7 separate regions of the Mus musculus genome follow, and all the other regions are linked to region 1. A link is a contact called in public Hi-C, HiChIP or PLAC-seq and promoter capture Hi-C data. All regions are on one chromosome and are shown on one strand. Each heading gives the region's core, a stretch centred on a gene start, on an enhancer-like site or on the middle of the called end of the contact. The rest is flanking DNA. Distances are from core to core; before and after follow the strand shown.

The links. Promoter capture Hi-C pulls out the DNA fragments that hold promoters and counts their contacts. Hi-C and Micro-C count contacts between places; a contact is called where the count stands out from the background. HiChIP or PLAC-seq counts read pairs in DNA pulled down with a chosen protein or histone mark. Capture Hi-C pulls out chosen DNA fragments and counts their contacts.
Region 2: a contact with region 1 is called in an H3K4me3 HiChIP or PLAC-seq map of embryonic limb bud, with 5 times the contacts expected there. The contact joins the promoter of Slc5a11 here to the promoter of Plk1 in region 1. A contact is called at or near these places in 3 of 39 promoter capture datasets (hippocampal neurons and liver) and 2 of 115 datasets of contacts at active chromatin or transcription factors (embryonic limb bud and embryonic stem cells).
Region 3: a contact with region 1 is called in a promoter capture Hi-C map of liver, with 2.8 times the contacts expected there. The contact joins the enhancer-like site here to the promoter of Plk1 in region 1. A contact is called at or near these places in 4 of 39 promoter capture datasets (the C10 cell line, liver, pre-B cells and 1 more) and 2 of 115 datasets of contacts at active chromatin or transcription factors (astrocytes and extraembryonic endoderm stem cells).
Region 4: a promoter capture Hi-C map of adipose tissue shows a contact between it and region 1, with 2.7 times the contacts expected there. The contact joins the promoter of Lcmt1 here to the promoter of Plk1 in region 1. A contact is called at or near these places in 7 of 39 promoter capture datasets (the 3T3-L1 cell line, embryonic stem cells, erythroid cells and 3 more), 1 of 484 Hi-C or Micro-C datasets (pre-megakaryocyte-erythroid progenitors), 3 of 115 datasets of contacts at active chromatin or transcription factors (embryonic midbrain, embryonic stem cells and neural tube) and 2 of 9 other capture datasets (adipose tissue and macrophages).
Region 5: a Hi-C map of CD4 T cells shows a contact between it and region 1, with 6 times the contacts expected there. The contact joins the promoter of Mettl9 here to the promoter of Plk1 in region 1. A contact is called at or near these places in 3 of 39 promoter capture datasets (the C10 cell line, liver and pre-B cells) and 1 of 484 Hi-C or Micro-C datasets (CD4 T cells).
Region 6: a contact with region 1 is called in a promoter capture Hi-C map of erythroid cells, with 7 times the contacts expected there. The contact joins the promoter of Uqcrc2 here to the promoter of Plk1 in region 1.
Region 7: a contact with region 1 is called in a promoter capture Hi-C map of neural stem cells. The contact joins the promoter of Zkscan2 here to the promoter of Plk1 in region 1. A contact is called at or near these places in 4 of 39 promoter capture datasets (the 3T3-L1 cell line, hippocampal neurons, liver and 1 more) and 1 of 115 datasets of contacts at active chromatin or transcription factors (embryonic stem cells).

The regions. Positions count from the first base shown.
Region 1 is chr7:122,157,768-122,160,727 of GRCm38.p6, forward strand. Plk1 (polo like kinase 1) reads left to right here and starts at 1,668. Exons shown (of 10, transcript NM_011121.4): 1 at 1,668-2,183; 2 at 2,769-2,937. The coding sequence starts at 1,776.
Region 2 is chr7:123,213,043-123,216,146 of GRCm38.p6, forward strand. Slc5a11 (solute carrier family 5 (sodium/glucose cotransporter), member 11) reads left to right here and starts at 1,824. Exons shown (of 17, transcript NM_146198.2): 1 at 1,824-1,955.
Region 3 is chr7:123,337,300-123,340,315 of GRCm38.p6, forward strand. All of the region lies in intron 1 of Arhgap17 (Rho GTPase activating protein 17), which reads right to left. Among named protein-coding and RNA genes, the nearest start is that of Arhgap17, 31 kb to the right of the region's middle. Within about 2 kb of position 1,387, at least 22 of the 459 cell types and tissues checked have an H3K27ac peak or open chromatin away from gene starts, as enhancers often do. A contact at or near this core is called in liver, where this site is marked.
Region 4 is chr7:123,376,549-123,379,509 of GRCm38.p6, forward strand. Lcmt1 (leucine carboxyl methyltransferase 1) reads left to right here and starts at 1,434. Exons shown (of 11, transcript NM_025304.3): 1 at 1,434-1,707. The coding sequence starts at 1,601.
Region 5 is chr7:121,033,183-121,036,466 of GRCm38.p6, forward strand. It overlaps Mettl9 (methyltransferase like 9), which reads left to right and starts at 1,263. Exons shown (of 5, transcript NM_021554.2): 1 at 1,263-1,793. The coding sequence starts at 1,629.
Region 6 is chr7:120,633,764-120,636,908 of GRCm38.p6, forward strand. Uqcrc2 (ubiquinol cytochrome c reductase core protein 2) reads left to right here and starts at 1,426. Exons shown (of 14, transcript NM_025899.2): 1 at 1,426-1,559. The coding sequence starts at 1,527.
Region 7 is chr7:123,498,897-123,502,075 of GRCm38.p6, forward strand. Zkscan2 (zinc finger with KRAB and SCAN domains 2) reads right to left here and starts at 1,730. Exons shown (of 7, transcript NM_001081329.2): 1 at 673-1,730. The coding sequence starts at 1,071.

The DNA of each region.
Region 1 (2,960 bases), core at 418-2,917:
AGTTGGATAATATGAGCTATCAGCAAACATATGAACCCAGAAGCTGCAGTAGCACAGAGCATAAAAAGGCTGTTGCCACATGGCTGGATGACGTGAGTGTAGTCCCTGAGACCCATATACCTAACCTGCATGGTAGAAGGAGAAAACTGACTCTCCTGCAAAACTGACTCTCCTGCATGTTCTCTGACACGCAGAAGCGTGTGCGCATGTGTGTGCGCGTCTAGCCTAGAATTCAGAGGCCTGCCTGCCTGTTTTCCCCAGCACTGGGATTGAGGGTGCATGCCCACTCCTGGCAAGCTTAAGTTTTTGGAGACAAAGCTCTGCCTTATTCAGAAAGTACAATCGTTACCCAGAGACTGGGAAAGACAGCAGCACTGCCATTTTTTGCTCAATCCAGCAATTGGATCTTGCTAAGACCCTCCTGGGGGAACTAGAGCAACAACAGCTTCTAACGGAAGGTATCACTTAAGTGCCCAGATAGGCAGGGGGGCAAAGAGGGTGTCTGGGAACAGTGACCAGAGCTGGCCGTTTTTTTCTATGAAAAGCCACACGCCTGCTCTGTGTGGCCACTCTTTTTACATGTTGTAAATCCATTTTTTTTTTTTTTTCGAGACAGGGTTTCTCTGTATAGCTCTGGCTGTCCTGGAACTCACTTTGTAGACCAGGCTGGCCTTGAACTCAGAAATCCGCCTGCCTCCCCAGTGCTGGGATTAAAGGTGTGTGCCATTACGCCCCGGCTCATTTTTTTTTTTTCCTAAGTGAAGGCTGAACGGACACTTCGGCAGGGCAGACTTGGCCTTGGTATACCGGCATGCTAGCACTCTTCTAACCAGCTACCCCCCCACCTCTGACTAAAAAATTAATTTTTTCTATTTGGGGCTCTGGGCCACACAACTTGGAACAACCCAGGTAACCTTGCATCGCGGGGCAGACGTCCGGTGTTTCTTACATATCACAGGGCATAGGAATCATCTGAAGGTCTTGTTTGACCGGCAGGTCATGCCTGGGAAGTTTCTTTCCTTTGGGGTTAGTGGAGCGGTAGCTGAGGCTGATCTCGGCTAACTTGTAATCCTGAACCCACGCCCCTCCTTTGCCTTCTTAGGGAATTCCAGGTGCTGCAGATGCTGCTGGCCTCCTGCGTTGTTCAAGAGAAGGGTTGAGTTACTTCTCAGGGGCTGGGAGCCCCTAGTGCCACAGAGGAGATCGGTCCGTTGCGCCGTGAAGGTGCATCTGCCTGCTGAGCTTGCTCAGTTTTGGGTTTATTTAGGCTAGCCGGGGAGAGGGCTGTCCACCGCGGAGGCGGTGCACTCTCAAGCTACCGGTTGGCCTGGAGTTTCAGTTCTAGAAGGCCGGGTCCGGTGGAGGAAGGTGTTAGATCTTAACAGTTAGGAGAAGCCCCTGGAGGAGGCGCAGGTGAACCACATGAGCACGCCCCAGCCGAGGAGCAGAAAGCAGGACAGAATCCTGTTCTTCTAGGGATCTTCACGTAGTTGCTTCGTTCCTGGTTTCCCAGGCAATCCTGAGCAAACGCAGTCCTCCAGTCCCTGCCCATTAAAAATTTCGCCGGCAAGATCGGAGTTTAAAGGCGGCTGCGCCGTAGAGCACTCCCATGGTGCCGCGCGCTGGGCGGGTTTGTATTTTAAATCCCCGCGGCCAATCAGCAACGCGCAGGCCCTTGTAACGTTCCCAGCGCCGCGTTTGAATTCGGGGAGGAGCGGAGCAGAGCAGGACCCTCTGCACCGACTCAGCCAGGTTCGTGGAGCAACTTCGGCATCATGAATGCAGCGGCCAAAGCTGGAAAGCTGGCTCGAGCACCAGCCGACCTCGGGAAAGGTGGGGTTCCGGGAGATGCAGTTCCCGGTGCCCCAGTGGCCGCCCCGCTGGCGAAAGAAATTCCGGAGGTCCTAGTGGACCCACGCAGCCGGCGGCAGTATGTACGGGGGCGCTTTCTGGGTAAAGGAGGCTTCGCCAAATGCTTCGAGATCTCAGACGCAGACACAAAAGAGGTGTTCGCAGGCAAGATCGTGCCTAAGTCTTTGCTGCTCAAGCCCCACCAGAAGGAGAAGATGTCTATGGAGATCTCAATTCACCGCAGCCTAGCACACCAACACGTCGTAGGCTTCCATGACTTTTTTGAGGACAGCGACTTTGTATTTGTAGTTTTGGAGCTCTGTCGCAGGAGGGTGAGTGTTTCAGTCGCAGTGCTGGGGCTCCCACACCTGGAACTTGCTGACAAAGGGGCACCGAGGTTTTGGAGTGACCTAGAGGAGTGGTTGGGTTTCAAACTTTTATGGAAAGGCTTCTAGCGAGGGTACTTGGCACTCCGAACTGCTGAGGCCGGGGTTCTGGGGAAACCGAGACCAGATCCTGTTGCTATTAGGGATGGAGCTCCCAGACGCAAGGCAGCGAGTCGGTACAGGAAATGGATTCATAAAGTGGCTAAGGAAGGGTCCCAGGCTTGGTGTGCCACGCACCTCTAACTTCCGGAGTGGGGCAGGGTCGGGGGAGGGGGCGGCTGTTTGGAGTCAGATTTTAGAGCTTTCAGGAAAGGGAGGGAATCTCCTGCCAGGAGGAAGCCCTGGGTAGGGGAGTCGAGAGTGGGGTTGAGAGAAGACTCAGGAGAGGGTCTGGTGAATGATAGTGACCAACCAGTGTATGGGTAGAACTATCAGAAACCTGCTAAGACTCTCCACTCCGAGCGTCTAGTCCTAGCCACATCCAGCTAGCCACTCTTCTTGGACTTCAGTGACCTCTTTCTCCCTCCTCAGTCCCTCCTGGAGCTGCACAAGAGGAGGAAGGCACTGACCGAGCCTGAGGCCCGCTACTACCTGCGACAGATAGTCCTGGGCTGCCAGTACCTGCACCGCAATCAGGTCATTCACAGGGACCTCAAGCTGGGCAACCTCTTCCTGAACGAGGATCTGGAGGTGAAAATAGGTGAGGTGCTGGGCCTTCGGGTG
Region 2 (3,104 bases), core at 574-3,073, 1.1 Mb after region 1:
TTCTTCTTCTTCTTCTTCTTCTTCCTTCTTTCTTCTCCTTCTCCTTCTCCTTCTCCTTCTCCTTCTCCTTCTCCTTCTCCTTCTGGAAATCCTTCTCTCTGGCAGGCTCTGACCTTGGGACCATTGCAGAGTCTATGGCCCGATCTTTATTTTATTCTAGAAAGGTGGGAAATTCAGAGTGGAGTCTCAAACTAAATCGAGTTAGGCTGTGGTGACGAAGTAGGTACAGAAAGCAGCAGCAGCATGAGGCACCAAGGCAGGGAGGGATGAATGTGCTCAGCTCACTCTTTATGTGTGTGTGTGTGTGTGTGTGTGTGTGTGTGTGTGTGTGTGTTGTGCAATGTGTGTGGGTGCACTCAACCATTTACATATGTGGAGACCAGAGGTGAATTGAGGAGCCTTCCTTTATCATTTACTACATGATGATGATGGTAATGATAATGATGATATTATTTTCAAGATGGAATGTTACTTTAGCTCTGGCTGTACTAGAACTCACTATGTAGACCAGGCAGGCCTCAAACTCACAGAGCTCTCTGCCTGCCTCTGCCTCTGCCTCTGCCTCTGCCTCTGCCTCTGCCTCTGCCTCTGCCTCTGCCTCTGCCTCTGCCTCTCTGCCTCTGCCTTTGCCTCTCTGCCTCTCTGCCTCTCTGCCTCTCTCTCTGCCTCTCTGCCTCTCTCTCTGCCTCTCTGCCTCTCTGCCTCTCTCTCTGCCTCTCTGCCTCTCTGCCTCTGCCTCTGCCTCTGCCTCTCTGCCTCTGCCTTTGCCTCTCTGCCTCTGCCTCTCTGCCTCTCTGCCTCTCTGCCTCTCTGCCTCTCTGCCTCTCTGCCTCTCTGCCTCACTGCCTCTCTCTCTGCCTCTCTGCCTCTCTGCCCCTGCCACTGGAATGCTGGGATTAAGACATGTGCCTCTACACCCCTCTGCCTCCTCATTTTTGAGACAGTCACTGAAATTGAAGTGTACTGATTGGTAGATGGGCTGGTCAGTGAGCATGCCATCCTCCTGGCCCCAAGCCCCTAGTGCTGGGGTTACAGACATCACATGGTACCGGGGATCCAAACTCAGGTTCTTGGGCTTGCACAGTCCTCCTCTTTTGTTTTCCTTTTAACCCATCCCATAGGATGCTGCTGCCCACATTGAGGGTAGATTCCCCTGGATAAACCTCTCTGGAAACACCCTGACAGACACATTCTCAGGTGTCTCCTAAGTGATTTTTCACCCAGTAACACTGACAGTGACTTCAGCGTAGCAGCCTGCAAATGCTAGGAATGAAATGAAACTGTTTGCAGCCCTGAGCAGCTGGAAGCCTCACAGCTCTTCCCCTGCCTGCCCTGGAGCCCTGAGCTGTGGGAGCTCTGTCCAGGGCTTGTTTCCTCCTGACAGTTAGTCTGGATGCTGTGTGTCTGTCCTGCCTTGGTCTGAGACTAAACACAGCTGCTGCTGCACTGGGGCTGCTGCTCTTCTGGGCGTGTCCCTTTTATCTCCTGCACCCCCTTCTCCCCCTGCTCCTCCAGCTGTCTTAAGGCTGCCTGCTCCCAGAGTGGAGGGGAGGCGGGCGGGAGGGAGAGTGAGTGAGCGAGGCAGCCCAGGACCCAGGCTCCAGTCTCCCCTGCCTCTCCAGGCCATGGGCCCCCTGCCAGGTAAGGGCACTGGCCAAGGCCCAATGAGGGCAGGGCAGGCCCCTTTCCTCACGGGGCCTGCTCAGAGTTCAAGGGTTCTGGAGAGATCATCCAGGCTTCCTTTAAACTGCTGCTGCAGCTGAGGCTAGAGTTTGGAGTTTGACCTTTGTGGAACCTTTCTCAGCAGCAGGCAAGAAGGCAGGGTCTCTGCTGTCCTCTGCTGCTCCCTGCTGCAAAGGACAGGACATCCCAGGGGTCTCCCTTTGCACAGCCACTGCCTTCGGCCTCTGAAGTCCCCGAGACCCTAGGGCAGTAGAGCCTGCATCCTGAAGAAGGTAAGATTCCCTCCTTCCTCCCTGAGACACCCACTGTCTAAACTGGGAAGCTCCTTGGGTCCGAGGACTGGATAACCACTCTGGCCTAGCTCTCATCTGAGAAGTTTCGTTTGCTCCTGGCCTACAGAGTGTGGTTTGGGGTGGTGTCAGCAGCTGACAGCATAGGCCAGGGGTCTCAGCTCTTCTACTCAGGAACACTGAGGCACAAAAGCTTCATGTTCTTTCTTTGTCAGATGAGAATTTGGAGGTCAGCCTGGCCCAGCCCTCAGGTGTGGCAGAGGAGTCTGCAGCGATAAGGAAGGGGAAAGCATCGCAGGTCCCAGGAATCTGGAAGGCTATCCTGCTGCTGTTAATTAGCAAGGCAAAGGCATGCCCTACCTGCACAGCCCACCTAAGGGGCTGGATCTCTTCCAACTGCACAGCTGCTAGGGAGGGTGGTTAAACAGATGTCCCTTAAGGCCACTGAACAACTTGTTCAAGGTGACACAAGTGAACAGGGCAAAGCTGATGGTCTGAAAGGATGGTTGATAGCTGATTCTGGAACTCTGCATTTGACAAGGGCTGCCCTTCTGGGATATTTGTTTGGAAGATTGGTGTTTATGGAGTGTCTGCTTTGGGGGCACAAGATAAGACGGGCTAGTTACCTCTGCCTTCCTTCTGCTCACATTACTGTGAGACAAGGAAGTACGGGAGAGTTCTACCAACCATGTGCTAGGTTTCATTATACTGTGAGCAAAATGCCATTTGATATGAAAGGGTCCTGACTTAGAATGAGGCCCGGAGAGGGCAGATGGGATCTATAGGTGGGACAGGGAATGGAAGCCAAGGACCCTGAGCTCGTAAGCAAGCTTTCAAAGAATGGATGGAAACAAGCAAGTGAATTGTTTTGTGTTCAGATTCTTCTCTGGCTTCCATAACAGGGAGAAATCTAAGGAGGAATCTAAGGAGGCAGCAGGCAGGAAGAGAGTAGCTCCTTGATCTGGGCTGGACATAAGTGAAGGTGGTTTGTTAGGATGAAGGTGACTTAAGGAACACGGACAGGTTCAAGGCATGTTTTGGAAGTAGAGGAAAATAGAACTGCAGGTGAATAGATGTGGGGAACTGAGAAAGACATGGTCAATTATTTGATAGATGCTTGCATGCTATGAC
Region 3 (3,016 bases), core at 137-2,636, 1.2 Mb after region 1:
GTGCTGAACTCAGGACCTCTGGAAGAACAGCCAGTGTTTTTAACCGCTGAGTCATCCATCTCTCCAGCTCCTAGTACTTCCAAACTGGATCATTCAACTTAGAAAAGCAGAGTTTTGTAGTGCACAGTAGCCTCAAAGGGAAAGCTCTAGCTGGTTTGACAATCCTCCCATGGACTGACTCGTGGGCTGACTTATAGCAAAGCTACTGTCATGGTGGCACCTGCACAACAAATGCCACTGTTGAAAATGCCCATGCAGTCTCCAAGATGATCACTACTACATAAACAGGTGCCTAGAACATCTGCCACGGGACCCCCAGGGCTTCCTGGTCAGACTAGAGACCCAGAAGTCCATCCACACCATCATAGTAAGCTGTGTGCTGCCGTCAGTGACCACTGCTGGCCAGACTGAGGCACTCTAGCATCTGAGAGCAAGCAGCCATCCCTCCTCCTGAGCACCGAGTGCAGAATTTACCTGCCATGCAGCAGGGACTGGGGAGATCCTCACTGTATGACGGACGGGTGCCACCAAAACCTGACTTTTACTTCAAAAGAGGCAGTAAAACAATTCCAATGTAACCAGGCAGAAGAGCGGCTGTGGCACAGAGGACTGCCTTCCCCAGCAAAACCCACGGCCACTAACACAACTAGGGCAGTACTTTTCAAAATGAATGTGTTTAAAAATGAGGAGGAACGAAATGAGCATGGTGGTGTCGGCCTATATCTCGTGCTCACTGGGGAGGCAGGAAGTCAGGAGTTCAAAGTCATCCTCAGCTAACAACAATCAGTTTACTGCCAGCCTCGGCCTCAGTAAGATCGTGTATCAGAAAACCAAAAGAGTAAGTGCACCTATATTACTATAGACGTTTAACTTCTAGATTAGAGAGGAGGGAAATCATCCCTCGCTCCTGTCACTCCACACTGCAGGTGAAGCTACTGTTATCAACTTACACATCCTTCACTCGAAATCTAAACTAGTGATTCCCAACCAGAGGTGACTGTCCCCTTACCACCACCCCAACCTCCCAGGGACATCTAGTGTGGACTTGCTGTGCTGGGAGTGCAAGACGACCTCCACTCACCGCATCACACTGTTTTCTCCTTACCAGTGCTGACCAGGGGCTGAGTTTCCAGCTGCATTAGCGCCCACTGCTGCTGAACACCCTGCCACACACTGAGGGCTTAGAGGATACAAATGCATTATTAGCTTGCAATTCTAGAGGTCGAAAGTTCAAAGCAGCACTCGCTGGGCAGAAACTCAGGGTCAGCACTGCCAGGCTCTTTTCCGGACAGTTGGAGGAGAATCCACTTCCTTCCTTCCCCAGCTCCTGGAAGCCACCCGCATTCCTTGGTCCTTTCCTGTACTGTGCAGGACAGCAGCAATGGACACCCTGTGCTTTTCTTCCCAGTCACAGCTTCCTATCAGGACGCTCAGTGACTCCCTCCTTCCATGGCTACCTGAAAACCCAGTGTCACTGCTCCTTCTATCTACGTGGAGCCTTGGCTCCCCTCTGCCATTACAAAGTCATACATGCACAAGTTCTGGAAACTACCGTGTGGACACCTGTAGGGACAGCAAGTATCCTTTTGCCAGCCACAGGCCCTAAATATGAACAGTGCCAAGGCTGAAGAACCCGATCCCAGTGATACATTGACACACATATAGAATCATGTGTATGTGACAGCCATCCACACAGGTCTGACAGGCAGACATACCTGAGGAGCATCCTCATAGGTCAGAGCCCTCAGGCCTACCTTGTAAATACCTGTATGTGCCCCTGCCTGTTTAAACACACTGAGGCCACTACATGAAACTAAGGCAGTGCTTCCCAAGCCCCCCTCCCTGTGGAGTCTACTTGACCATGACTAAAGACGGGTCCAGGGTATCAACACCCATATCACAAACCGTTCTGCCAGGGCTGCAGGAGCCCTGTAAGAGCCCTACTGAGAGCGGAGACACCACAGCTAAGACAGCCGGTGTATCTTAGGCACAGAAGAGCTGTCTCAGCTGGTCTCTCCCTCAATTCTTACATCAACTCCATGAGGTAAGAGCTTCTACCAGATGAGCAAAGTAAGGCTGTGGAAGGAAACTTGCCTATGGCCACCCTATCAGAGGCAGAGACTCTGATTCAAACCCAGCATACTTCATCCTGCAGCCTTCTCCTTGTTTATCCAAGGGTTCAGCAAACTACATCTGCAAGCCAAAGCCAGTCAGAGAAGAGAGTTTTTATTATTTTTAAATAGTTTTTTTTTTAAAAGAGGAATAATGTTTTATAGCACTTGAAATTCAAATGTCAGCACGTGCGATCAGGTGTGTGTGCATGCTCGCACTTGTGTATACATGCATGCATACATATGCATGTGTGTGCACATGTGTATGTTTGTGATGGTCACTGTTAAAACTTTAACTTGCCACAACTTGAAATCACCTGAGAAAGCCTCAGCTGAGGAACTGTCTGGATCAGGCTGATGTGTGGCGTGTCTGTGGGTGATCAGGCTGACGTGTGGCGTGTCTGTGGGTGGTCAGGCTGACGTGTGGCGTATCTGTGGGTGGTCAGGCTGACGTGTGGCGTGTCTGTGGGTGGTCAGGCTGACGTGTGGCGTGTCTGTGGGTGATCAGGCTGACGTGTGGCGTGTCTGTGGGTGGTCAGGCTGATGTGTGGCGTGTCTGTGGGTGGTCAGGCTGATGTGTGGCGTGTCTGTGGGTGATCAGGCTGACGTGTGGCGTGTCTGTGGGTGGTCAGGCTGACGTGTGGCGTGTCTGTGGGTGGTCGGGCTGATGTGTGGCGTGTCTGTGGGTGATCAGGCTGATGTGTGGCGTGTCTGTGGGTGATTATTTTGGTTGATTGATACAGAAGAACCCAGACAGTTGTGGGCAGTGCTATTCCCTAGGCAGGAGATCCTGGACCACATACGAGGAAGAAACAAGCCTAGAGCAAAAGTGGCAGCAATGAGCAGACGACATGGGACATCTGTCTCTGCCTGCTCTGACTGTGCATTTGGAATGATCATCCGCT
Region 4 (2,961 bases), core at 184-2,683, 1.2 Mb after region 1:
AGTTATTCCTTTCGCCATCTCTCCCTGAAGTATCAGTGGTTACTTGTGTCTCCAGTGAATAATAAATAAAACAAAATATATGAACATATATAGGTTGATTTGCTGTTTTCTTTTTTAAGGAATTGAGTCAGTATGTAGCTCAGTTGGTAGAATATTTTCTAGATTGCACTAAACTCAGGGTTTGAGCCTCAATAGTGTACAAATTACATGTGGTTACACATACCTACAATCCCAGCACTGGAGACGTGTAGGCACCAGAAGTTCAAGGTCATTGAATTAGAAGTTCAAGGTCATTTTTGGCTACACAGTGAGTTAAAGGCCAGGCTTCATTATAGGAGAACTCATCTAGTTTTTCTTTTTTTAATTTGAAATATAGTCTTGCTATATTATCCAGGCTGACCTCCAACACTAGGCTCAAAGGATCCTATTGCTCTCGCTTCCCAAACATTCTCTCTCTCTCTTCCTCTCTCTCTCTCTCTCTCTCTCTCTCTCTCTCTCTCTCTGTGTGTGTGTGTGTGTGTGTGTGTGTGTGTTTCTGAGCTCAGATCCAAAAACCCTGGAAAGGGTGGGCAAGTGTTTATCACTGCCCTATCGCCACAGAATTTTTATGGGTATGATTTAGACTTCTTAAAGCTAGAGCTTATCCCTTCCTCTCTCCCAAACAACAAACAAAATAGAAAATAACCCTTCAATTTTATTTAGAGTTTTATAGTGATCCATTATGGAATACCTGTAAAGTACACTGCACACGCACAATTATGAAACATATTTACTCATTTGAGAAACTGTCCTCCCTCTGTCCTTTCACTGGTTTCTCTTCCCCCACCTTCCCCATTCATGTCACCTAAACCTTGATTTCTATTCACTTGTTCCTCAGTCCCGCAGACTATTTTGATTACATCTGTTGATTCTGAAACAGAGTTCAAGAAATTTTGTAGCCCCATCCCCAATTTACTCTCATGGTTACAAAGTTTTCCATTTTGTTCTTCACAACTCTCTCTTTCACAACTTTTTCCCCCTTTTCTTTCTGAGAACCCTACTCCCAGGCGAGCGCTCTGAGCTATGTTCCTAGTCACTTCCTAACATCTCAAAGGCATTGATTAGCACAGGACCTGACACAGTGTTGACTCCCCGACTAGAAGTTTGTTACAGTGTTGAATGATCTAAATGGAGACAGAAAGTTAATACATTAAACTTGCTTCTTTTGGGTGGACTCTCTGCCCTTCAGCCCTGAATTGACTGTGTTTGTAAGTTACTGAGCGACAAGAAGCCACTAAGACTACATTTCCCAAAAAGGATTGCGGCGCCACCAGCATGTCCGGGCTCTCTAGAAACTTCCGGGTTGTGCGGGCGGAGCCTAAAGAATCCTCCAATGGTCTGACTGGACGAGGAACTTGGTCCGACAAACGTCATGTCCCGGGAGCCAGTCAGCTGAAAGGTGGGTGGGCGGTGCGGGGGCGGCGTCACTGAGCAGCGCCCGCCTATCGCGCCTTATCTTTGCAGCTTTAGTCGGTGCCTGTTTCTTGCCTCTTTCCCCCACTGCTCGTTTCCCCGTTTCCATGTCCCTGGTGGGTGCCGCACCCCAGAACATCCCACGCACATGGCCTCCAGCTCGAGGGAGTCCTCGTTCTCTTCCTGCTCGTCGAGCTGTGACTTGGACGACGAGGGAGTGCGCGGCACCTGCGAAGATGCTTCTCTCTGCAAGAGGTGCCTGGGGGCGCTGGGTTTGGGATGGGAGCTGGTGTCCCGAGCCTAGGTGGCTAGAGGGCCACTGACCAAGGCATACGCTAGGACACTGGGAAGGGGCTGTCGCACTCATCTGGAGCGGCCCTGGCTTCACACCTGGGAAGTGCACGGAGCAGGGAGAGGTTCATTTAAGTCACAATTAACGAGTGTGTGTGAACCCGGGGTACCACGACTGGGAGTAAGGCTCTGAACAAAGCTTGCAAGATCTTAGCCTTCAGGAAAGACAGGGTGTGTTGCAAGTAATAACTACAGCTTTGCTGGGTTAGAAAAGGAACTTTGCTTGGTAGGTTACAATCCTGTTGAAATTGGTCATTATTCCCCATTGTGCAGCTGAAGCTCAAGTCTATGAGGGAGGGGTAGATTGCAGGTCCCAGCACCCGCAGTGTTTGTAGAATCAGCACTATACATAGGTCACAGTATTTATGGAGTTGTAGTAGGTGGTGGTGGTGGGTCTTGTCAGTGCACAAGAAAACATAAAGCTTGCATGTCCTTCATTCCTGCAACAAAGCTATTGAGACAGTACACTGTGCCTTACTTTGAGCTAATTGGTAGGGTTTGCTTTCAGTGATTGCAAATACTTAAAGGAGCAAAACAGACATGGTGTTGACATACTAGACTCACAGCCTCGTTGGGAGGAGCAGTAAACTCATACTTTAGTGTTGGGCTCTTGGAGATGTCTTTAGAGTTTGAAATTTATCCAGGGATGTTTAAACTGGCAAGAAAAAGCCTGAGACAGGGAAGTAGGACAATGTTCAGAACTAGGGACGAGTGTGGGCTTTGGAACAATTAGGACAATGCCCTGGAGAGAGGCGTGGGCTGGGGGCCAGAGAGGTGTTATAGTGTGGGGAATACAAGTTTTGGAATGAAGTGTTGCACTCTTTGTAGGGTCTTAGAAACTAAGCAATGGGATTTAAAGCATCAGTCCTGGAGCCAGACTGCCTAAGCTATATAAACTTGGGCAAGTTCCTAATGTGTATGTGTGTGTGTGTTGGGGGCATGCATGTGTGGGTGACTACCTGTGCATCCTAGAGGAGGATGTTGGGTATCCTGCTCTATCGTTCTGCCTTGTTCCCTTGAGATAAGATCTCTCACCTTTTCAGCCAGACTGGTTAGGTAAGGAGCAAACCTTAGAGACCTCAGCAGTCTTCCTGCCCCCAGCCCCCATCACGGGTTGCAGGTGCGTGAAAAGCCATGCCCTTCTTTTTTATTGTGCTG
Region 5 (3,284 bases), core at 13-2,512, 1.1 Mb before region 1:
ATGAAATATGCCCGTTTATGCACTCTTGTTGTATCTCCTCTTTACTTAAAAAGGTGAAGACTCTGGTTTGATACAGAAGAGCTTTATTGGAACTCAAAGAGGGGACATAATACAGTCATTTACATTCACTATTATAGCTTCTTTTAAGTATGTTGGACCAGTACTTCTAGAAAGTTGAGCTCAATTTAGTAAGGTATAGTCTTGGGTTTAACACCCAACTTGGAGAGATGTCAGGGAATATACCAGAATGAGAGAAGACAAAGTATTTTGTTATATTCTATGCACATTAGGTAACAAAATATTCTTATTAACGAAAGATGGTAAATAGATACTTTAACACCTAAGGAGTTTGTGATAAGGAATGCCATTTCTCATCCAGGGGTCATTATTTCATAAACGGAAATCTCTTCAGTGTAGTGTGATGAAATTAACGTAAAGATAAATTTGTTTTATAATTAATTTAAAATTAATGTACAGAATCTGTCGCTGTCAAATGAAAAGCATATTCTAACAAACCTAGGAAGGTGTGAGTAGCTGGGCTAGGAAATATGCTGTAGCTTAGTAGCAACAGTTGAGACACAACGACATCTCATGACCCTCATTTTAGAAACATTGGGCTTCTTCCTGCTATAAATGATCTAAGAAATATCTGGCTAAATCTCCCCAGACCGAGCACATTTTAAGAATGTCTGGTCCAACTTCTATCAGCTTGAGAAAACATGGCAGCCAGGACTAACTTGCAAGGAAACATGGCAGCCAGGACTAACTTGTGGCCTTCGTTGTCCAGCAGATGCTATTTTCCATCACATTTCGTTGAGTGCTCCAGGAGCAACAGTTTCCAACAAAGGCAGAGCTTTCACTCATGAGGGCTTCACTAGACCTGTGACAGCCGCTTCTCAGGCTTGGGAACACCGGGACTGGGAGTGGCGGTGGGATTCTTTCCCCCTCGATTCTCTGCTTTGCAGCTATCGGGTGGCTTTTGGAGTTGGGAGTCAGGTTCGCTGACCCCAGATGGAAATTATTAAATAGACGGTCAAGACTGTAGCAAGAAGGGCAGCGCGGGTCTATCGAATAAACCTGGGTCTGTGTCAATGGGAACAATTAGGTCAAAGGTGTAATCGAGGGGCCCACAGGGTAGTTACTAAGGCAAGACAAGCCCGGAAGTCCTGCAGACCCCTCCTCGGAGGGGCCAGACTCTAGTAGCCCCTTTAGGAAGTCTCCCCCGGATCTTCCGCCATTATGAGTCCAGGCGGCGCCACGGAGGACGTGCACGCCCTCTCTCCCAACTCCCGGGCCTCCCGGTCTCCGCTCATTGGGCAGGGAGGACGCCCCTCCTGCGTTTGTACGTGCACCGGGTGGAAACACGACCTGGAGTCGTTGGCGTTCCGGGCTGGGAAGGGCCGCGGGGGACGTGAGAAGGCCGCGCGCCTGCCGCTCCTCCCCCGCCCCCCCTCCCGCGCCATCTCCCCCTCCCTCTGCCTCGGCCCCGAAGGGGGCTGCACGGGCGACTTGGCGGCGATGGCTCGAGCTCCGGCGGCGACGACGGTGGCCGGAGGCGGCGGCTCCTCCTCCTCCTCCTCCTGGGCTTGGGCCCGGCGGTGATCCGAGCTGGCGGCCGCGGCCCCCCGATGAGACTGTTGGCGGGCTGGCTGTGCCTGAGCCTGGCGTCCGTGTGGCTGGCGCGGAGGATGTGGACGCTGCGGAGCCCGCTCTCCCGCTCCCTGTACGTGAACATGACTAGCGGCCCCGGCGGGCCAGCGGCGGCCGCGGGCGGCGGGAAGGACACGCACCAGGTACTGGGCCGCAGCCCTGCGGAGCGGGGGCGTGGCGCGGCGCGGCGGGGCGCTCGGCCTTCCCGCGCTCGGCCGGGCCATTGTGCGGGGCGGCGCGCTCGGGCCTCGGCCCCGGCCTCTCACAAACTTTTCCCGGCCCGGGCGCTGGCCCCACGGCGCCTTTTGTTCGGCGGCGCGGGCGGGGGACAGCCTTTGCTGCCTGGCTCCCCGGGCCCCAGCGTGGGCGCCCCGAAGCCCCGCATTGTTCCCAGGCCGGCGGCGGCGTCCGCGTCCGCCCTCAGGACCCGAGCAACTTTGGGTAGGGCCACCCAACTGGCACTGGGGCCTGAGCAGAAAACTGCCCCAGCTCTCACCCAGCCAGCCTTCCTCTACCCCCCCGAGGGACAAAACCGAAAGCCGGTCTCTTTTTGTCTGGCCGAATCTCTGGATATACAAAGGGTTCTAAAGACATTAAACTGGGCCTCGTGAACATTTCGGCTGACATTTCCCCGAAGCACTTAAAAAAATGTGTTTGACAGGTCTGGGCTCCCAGCCTAGGAACTCTCCTCCCCCTCTGCCTATGAGACGTGTCCTTTCAACTTGGGTTTAGTGAGCTGACCAGAGAGGTTGGGATGAGGAGGAAGATGATGCAAGCTTTAAACGGAGAGGTTTAAAAAATCTGAACTGTTCAGCAGTGAATTCTTGTAGCTAATGAATGGATTGTGAGCCGTGGGGGTTCTACCGGTTGGATGGGGTTGGATGGTCTTTTCATTAGCTATTTGTACCACTTAAAGAAACATGCATGGGTCAGCTGTTGAATTAAGAGGGAGGTAGTTTGCATTTGACCGTAAGTAGTTTGTGGTTAACCTTGCAGTCACAGAAGAGAAGCCTTTGAATTTAGACAAACTTTGCGCTTTTTCTAAAAGCCTGAGTTTAGTATGTCTTGCTTTTACAGAGAGATGTAAGGAATGATTCCTTGTGTTATTTGGACCTCACCTTTTTATGTATAACAGCATTAAGATTTTATTTGCTATTAACTGGATTGTGTTGTTTTTTTTATGGTGTTGGGATGGAACCCAGGTCCTGGAAACTGTTCTACCCTGATCAATACTCAGACCTCATTTTCTATTTTGGAAGGAATCCTCGATTTTCATTATTTAAATTTACTAGTGATTGTGGCGTTTTAGATGCCCTTTTATGTAGTATTGTTAGGAGTGCGATAAACTTAGTATAACATCTTAAATTGTATAACCATGCTTATTGTCACAGACTATGTTATGCTGGCTCAGTGTCATAGAGACAACTCTGAGGTATACACTGTTAATTAAGTAGGATCAGAATGCCTCATGCCCGTGTGGAACAAGGACTTGGAAATGCTGTGTTTAACAAGCAGTGGATAGAAAAAACGATTATTCCCTATGATGAGGAATTGCGGTTGAGTCTCCCAGTTGTCGGTATTTATGATAACACTTGGGATTACTGCAGAGGCTTGATTTAGGTGCTCATAGAAAT
Region 6 (3,145 bases), core at 176-2,675, 1.5 Mb before region 1:
TGGGGTAAGGGAGAATCAGGAGTGAAGCTCTGAGAGCCAGCAGAAAAGAATAGAAACCACCCCCCTCAGATGGGGGGACCCTCAGAGACCTGGGAAGTGAAAGACTCTCAGAACTCAAAGGGAGGGACCTTAAATGAAATGCCCAACAGTGGGGAAAGGGAACTTATAGAGTCCACCTCCAGTAGAAAAGCAGGACATCAAGTGGAGGGATGGGGTTGCCATCCCACAATCAAAAACTCTGACCCAGATCGTCCCTGTCTAAAAGAACTGCAGGGACAAAAATGGAGAACAGACTGAAGGAAAAGAGGTTCAGTGGCAGGCCCAAATTTGGATCCAGCTCAAGGGGAGGCTCCAAGGACTGACACTACCCTCAGAGAGGCCCAACAAGCAGCTGACTGAGACAGAAGCAGATAGTTACACCCAACCATTAGACTGAAGTCGGAGACCCCTGCGGTTGAATTAGGGGAAAGACTGGAAGAAGCTGAGGAGGAGGAGGGCAACCCCATAGCAAGACCAACAACAGTCTCAATTAACCTGAACCCCTGAGTTCTCTCAGACACAGAGCCACCAACCAGGCAGCATACATGAGCTAGTCCGAGGTCCCAACATATATACAGCAGAGGACTACCTGGTCTGGCCTCAGTGGGAGAAGAGGCACCTAACTTGAGAAACGAGGCCCCAGGGAGTACTGAGGCCTGGCGGGGGCATCCTCTTAGAGAAGGGGTAGGAGGAATGGGATGAGGAACTGTGGGAGGGGCGGACCGGGAATCTGGCAACGACTGGACTGTAAAAAAAATAAAAGTAACCAAAAACATTTTTAAGCAGCTATGCGGCTTCATGAAAGCAGTGGTTCCCGAATTAGTCTCAATCATAGTGTAACACACGAATGATTTGTGCCATATGTCTGTATCACCAACAGTTAAACATTTTTAAGTACAATAGAAGACTATATTAAGTCCCTGATTATACACACACGCGCAAATTTGCGCGAGAAAATTTCACGAGATTGAGTCCTTGCTGGTGACGATCTCCTTGCGGCAAGGAGACCTACAAGTGTGTCGATCTGTTCGACGAGACATTCGTCCTGCCAGTTTCTGTGAACTCGGTCACCAAGTTCGCGGTACCGGGAAGACTACAGTAAAAGTGGCGAGGGACGACCTCCGAGGAACAGGGAGTGCCGACGACTCCCGGACTTGCGAGGACTCACGGGCAGGCCCAAGACGGCTGGGGTGACTGTGACGGCTGCAGACGCAGCTGGGATTACAGGCTGCATGTCTTTTGCAGAAAAAGAACTCAGAAAGGATAACCTACAAAAGCTGCAATCTAGTCCGGGAGACCTCTAGCCTCTCCCCAGGAGCTGGGCTCGTCCCGCCTACCGGAGCAGTAGAGCACTGCATGCGTAGAGGGCCGCCGGTACAAGGGGGCGTGGGCAAGCTCGCAGTGCACACCGGGAAACTCGGTCCTCCGACCCCATCTTGCTTTGCTGTCTGCAGCGGTGACCGTGGGAAAGGGCAACTGCTAGAGCCATGAAGCTCCTCAGCAGGGCCGGGTCCTTCTCGGTGAGCATGGGACGTGCGTGGGGCAGGGCTGGGGACGCTTGTCGGCCACTCAGGAGCTGGGTGCGGAGTGTGCGGCCTTGGCCTCAGGCCTGGGTCTGCCCTTCAGGTAAACCCCGCGGAGAAGGGGGCTGCCAGCGAGCCGAGGCCTGGGAGGCTCGGCGGGTCCTGTGAGCAGCCGAGAGCTAACGCGGGGAAAGCGGAAGAGGAGGGTGGCCTGGAGAGTGGCGGAGAAGCGGCTCTCGGGAGATTCCTGAAGGTCACTCGAGAAGCAGGTAGGGTGTAGGCCAACGCCACCCGGGCCGCCTGCTTCCCCTACCTACGACCTCTGCCCCTGGGTTGATCCCGAGGCGTCGGTTTCCCCAATGCGTGCGAGTTTATTAAATTCACAAACGCGGTGCGCTGCTTATCTCAGTGCCGGCACCTTCGTTCCTGTCAGTACTCAGTCCCCGCATTCCTTAAGATGCTCGTTTTCTCGGGGTCCCATTTAAAGGCTTCCTCCAGGAGGGGCTCTTGATCTTTCTTCAAGACTAGCCCTAAAATATGTAGTTGTCACTTGCGGTGAGGAGAGGAGTACCTCATGTGTGTCAGCACGTTATCACGCTGGAATCGTGGTTTTCAAGAGATGAGAATGGGAGCATTTAAACTTCAACAAGGGCTAATTTGCCCCTACTAGCCGGTCACATGCGGAGCTTTTTATTCGTAACCACCTGTTGAGAGAGTGCTTCTAGCATCTAGAGGTCAGCGGTGCAGCTAGACATCCAACCATACAACAGCAGCCCCTACAGCACAGTTACAACGCGGAAATGCCAGGAGTGTCTGTGTTGAGAGACGACTAGACAGTGATACACCAGGCCTGGGCATAGTGTTTCCTTGTGCTTTATACTTACATATATGTGTTGTACAAATTTAGGCTGCAGTTGTATTCCTTGTGCCTAGACAGACCAATTGCTAGCAGTCCTTAGAGAGCAGGACTTTCCATGTGTTATTAAAACAAAGTAGAAATTGTATCTAAGTCTTTCCTGAAAGGAACCCAAAAGAAGCAGGAGATTTTAAACTTCACTACCCAAAAGCACAGAAGTGGAAGTGTGGATTATTCATATGTGGACTGTTACACTTGGATGTTACAGGAATTACATCTTGGGCACAGCTAAAAATTCACAGCTAAAAATCACAAGTGGCTGCATATACCTTATCCAGCAAACTAAAATGAAAATGACACAGTTAATTATATTCATAATTTACAAGCAGGACTGAAGGGATAAAGTAGTAATTCCATGAACAGGTGAAAACCAGCAGCCAGATTAGCCCAGCACTGACTGAGTGTTCAGCATACAGCAGTCTGGGCAGTGCCGAGTAGGAGCATTATAGAACTTTACAGGTACACTTGACAACATGTTTAGTGGATCTTAGCATCATGAAAGTGTATTTGCTTGCATGTCCATTAGTAATCCTGTGAACCCTAGACATAATTGGAATATCTTAATAGCTTTATACCATTGTGTATAATGTGTGTGTGTGTGTATGTGTGTGTGTGTATATGTGTGTGTAAAGTCAGTGCATTTAGATCCATCATCCAAGTTATTACA
Region 7 (3,179 bases), core at 480-2,979, 1.3 Mb after region 1:
GTCATTTGGGAATATGGGAAAAGGAGAGCGCTCTTTATTTGTGTATTTTTTTGAGGGGTCATTACTACAAAGTCCTCTTATATATCAGGTGCACAGAGAACTAATCAGAACACTAGTGAAGTGAAGAATCACAAAATCAACTCCTGAGCACACCCTGTGCAAGGTGAGACTGTAAACCTGTCAGACACTGAGGACTTCACACGGTTAACAAGAGGGCGCTGAGAATAACTACAGACCGGCAAGCAGGGACATAGAAAAATGATGATCTGGCCGTTAAACTGGATGAGCGCGGAGGAGCACGGCACAGAGAGTATTTCACAGGACACCTGCTGGAATGGTAAGGGTTAGGGAGGGCTCTGGAGATCCATGAGATCTCCCTCTCCCACCAAACCCTGTGAGGCATTAGCTATTTAATACTGTCTCTATCGTTTTGGTAGAAACATTATACTGAGGATTAGAACAAACAAACCATACTTTTAGTTTAATTTGCAAGATCATAGTTCAACCAAAATTCTCTCCTCCATTTAGTATGAATTTCAAATCTGCTTTTTGGGGAATTTGGTTTCCGGATCTTTTAAAAGTCCCATTTATTTCTATAATGAGCTCTTCTTCCAGAAATGTAGCCCTGCCCACCTGCCTTTCCCACCACATCCCTTTAAAATCCTCGCTCACCTGCTTTCGAAGTCTTCTGGTCTCTTTCTCCAAATGCACTACTAGGGCCACCGCCTCCTCTCCGCTTTCTGGACATTGCTTCTGCGCCCAGGTCTGAATCTTCTCAGGCAGAATGGTGAGAAACTGTTCGATTACCAGCTGCTCGAGGATCTGTTCCTTGGAACGCATTTCTGGCTTCAGCCACCGACAGCAGAGTTCCCAGAGTTTACTGAAAGCTTCATGGGGTCCTGTCACATCCTCATAACAGAACTGCCTGAAGCATTTACGGAAGGACTCACATTCAGTGCTGCCTGATCTTTCCAGAATGGGCTCCGATACCCACTCGGAGTCCTTTTCCACTTTCATTATGAGGCACTCCTCAACTTCCACGTCGATCTGAGGGTTCATGACAGTAGCCATGATCCAATGGGGCCAACAGGTCTAGCTCCAAGTCAGGGCCCAGAGAAGCTTCCGAGTGCCCTCCACTTAATGCCCTTGGAAATATGGGACCGTAGAGACATAAAAGACAGCAGTTAGCTGGGACAAGGAACTCCAGGCTGATTAATCAAATTTGTACAAGGCTCTTGAAAGGGTGAATGTGCACCCACCCCAAAGTCTGCAAACCCGGCCTCTTATCCAATCAAGATGCGCCCCCTCCCATGAGGTTCTTTAAGGTGCAAGGTCGGAAAGACCTTAGGTTAGAAGCTAGGCTGGAAGGGGACCCAGGGGACTGATGCTGGGCGGAGGCGCCGATCGGGAGGGGGTGTGTCCGCGAGGCGCGGCCAGCCCTGGGGTCCTGGTCCAGGTCCAGGCCGCTGCAGGTGCCCACCAGGGGCGCGAGCGCAGGAATGTCCGGACTCGCAGCGGCGCCTGCAGCGCTCGGGGTTCCTCCGCACGAGGATGCCGAGAACCTCGGCCAGAGGGGAAGAAGCTGCGGGATGAGGCTAGGCCTCGCGGGGGGCGGCGAACGGCTGGCGCGCTGCCCTGTCAGCTCCGCCAGCGCAGAGCGCGGGGGGCGCTGGGAGCCGCGGCCACGCATGCGCCGCTCGCGACCGGGGTCCGTGCGAGGCTTCCTCGCGGGCAAGGAGGGGGGCGGGAAGGCATGCGTGGAGGAATCTCGCGAGAGCGCGCAGCACCGCGACTTGCCGCCGAGGGACTTTAGGAATGAGGGTGAAGGGAAATTCTGGGCGGAGGGACACGCTGAGGTCTGATCCTATTCCTCCAGAGATTGTGAAGCAGGACGCGAGCTAGCGTCCTGCCTCAGGCCAGGCAGACGTTGCGGGAGGCTGGAGTAATTTCTTTAGTGGAAGGGGTGCGCGCGTGTGTGTTGGGGTTGCGGGTGGAGGGACTTCTTTGTGACAACTGGCGGAGGGATTACAGTCAGCATCTGGCTGTGCATGGATTGCTACTGTCTGGGAGCCTTGGTTGGAGCCAGGACTCCTGAGGAAGGATGTGTGGCTAGCTCTGTTCAAATGTATGGTCAGGAGAAGGCTTATTTTCATTTTGGGGAATCTCTTAATTACCCAAGGCTCTGAGGTCTGAGTAGCCAACGGGCTATCTGGGACCTAATAGGACCGGGCCTAGATTCCCCTACTGCTGCAAAACTTCATAGCTAGATGTCTCAGAGCCTGCTGGCTCATAAATGTCTGTCCTGTAAGTGCCTACTTTGTGACAATGTTTTAGGCTCTTGGCATCGTTAGTGGGCAGCACAACTCTTATTCTCAGAGGCAGGTAGCTTATTAGAAAACAGACCAATGACTTATTTCTCAAAGGTTTTGCCATGATTTGGCTAGTTCTAGCATCGAAGCGGCATAGAGAATACCATAAGGATAAATGGCACGGCATAAACTGAAGGAAGGTCAGAACGGAATAATCCGCGGGTGCATCTAGTTAGTATCTGCCACGGGAGAGATGGAGCCAATACACAGCCTGTTTTAATTGCATTTAAAGATAGTATTATTGAGTACTGGTTTCTTACCAGACATGGTGGTAGGTGATAAGCAAAACAAGATCTCCTATCATTAGTAGTTACAAATAAAGTTCTGTATACCTGGGGTGAATCCTTCCAAGAAGAGAAACACATTCAAGATTTGGTTTAGGTAAGAGGTCTGGGTGAATTTCTTGGAAGAAGTAGTACTAAGGATGAGATCCAAAAGACAGACCTCTAGTGGGGATTGAGCAAAGACTGGCCTTCACAAGAATCCCATAGAGAGGATGAGGTTGTCTCTATTTTAGAGTTTAGGGCGCTGAGACCTCAGTAAGGGTGGTGCAAGCGCTAAAGGTGATGGGGAGTCATGGGATGAGAATAGGGTCTTTTATGTACATGGCCCTCTTGTTGGTATTAAGCCAGGTGCACATCTCAGCAGCTCAAGGTCACAAACTTGAAGGCTTGTTGGACTTAGGGAGATTTACCATGAACTGTGTGAAGGAGAGTATAAGATAAGAAGGAGCTGGGTGTGATGGCACATGCTTGTAATCCTAGAACTTTGGAGGTGGTGGAGGCAGCAGGATCAAGAGTTCAGGGTTGT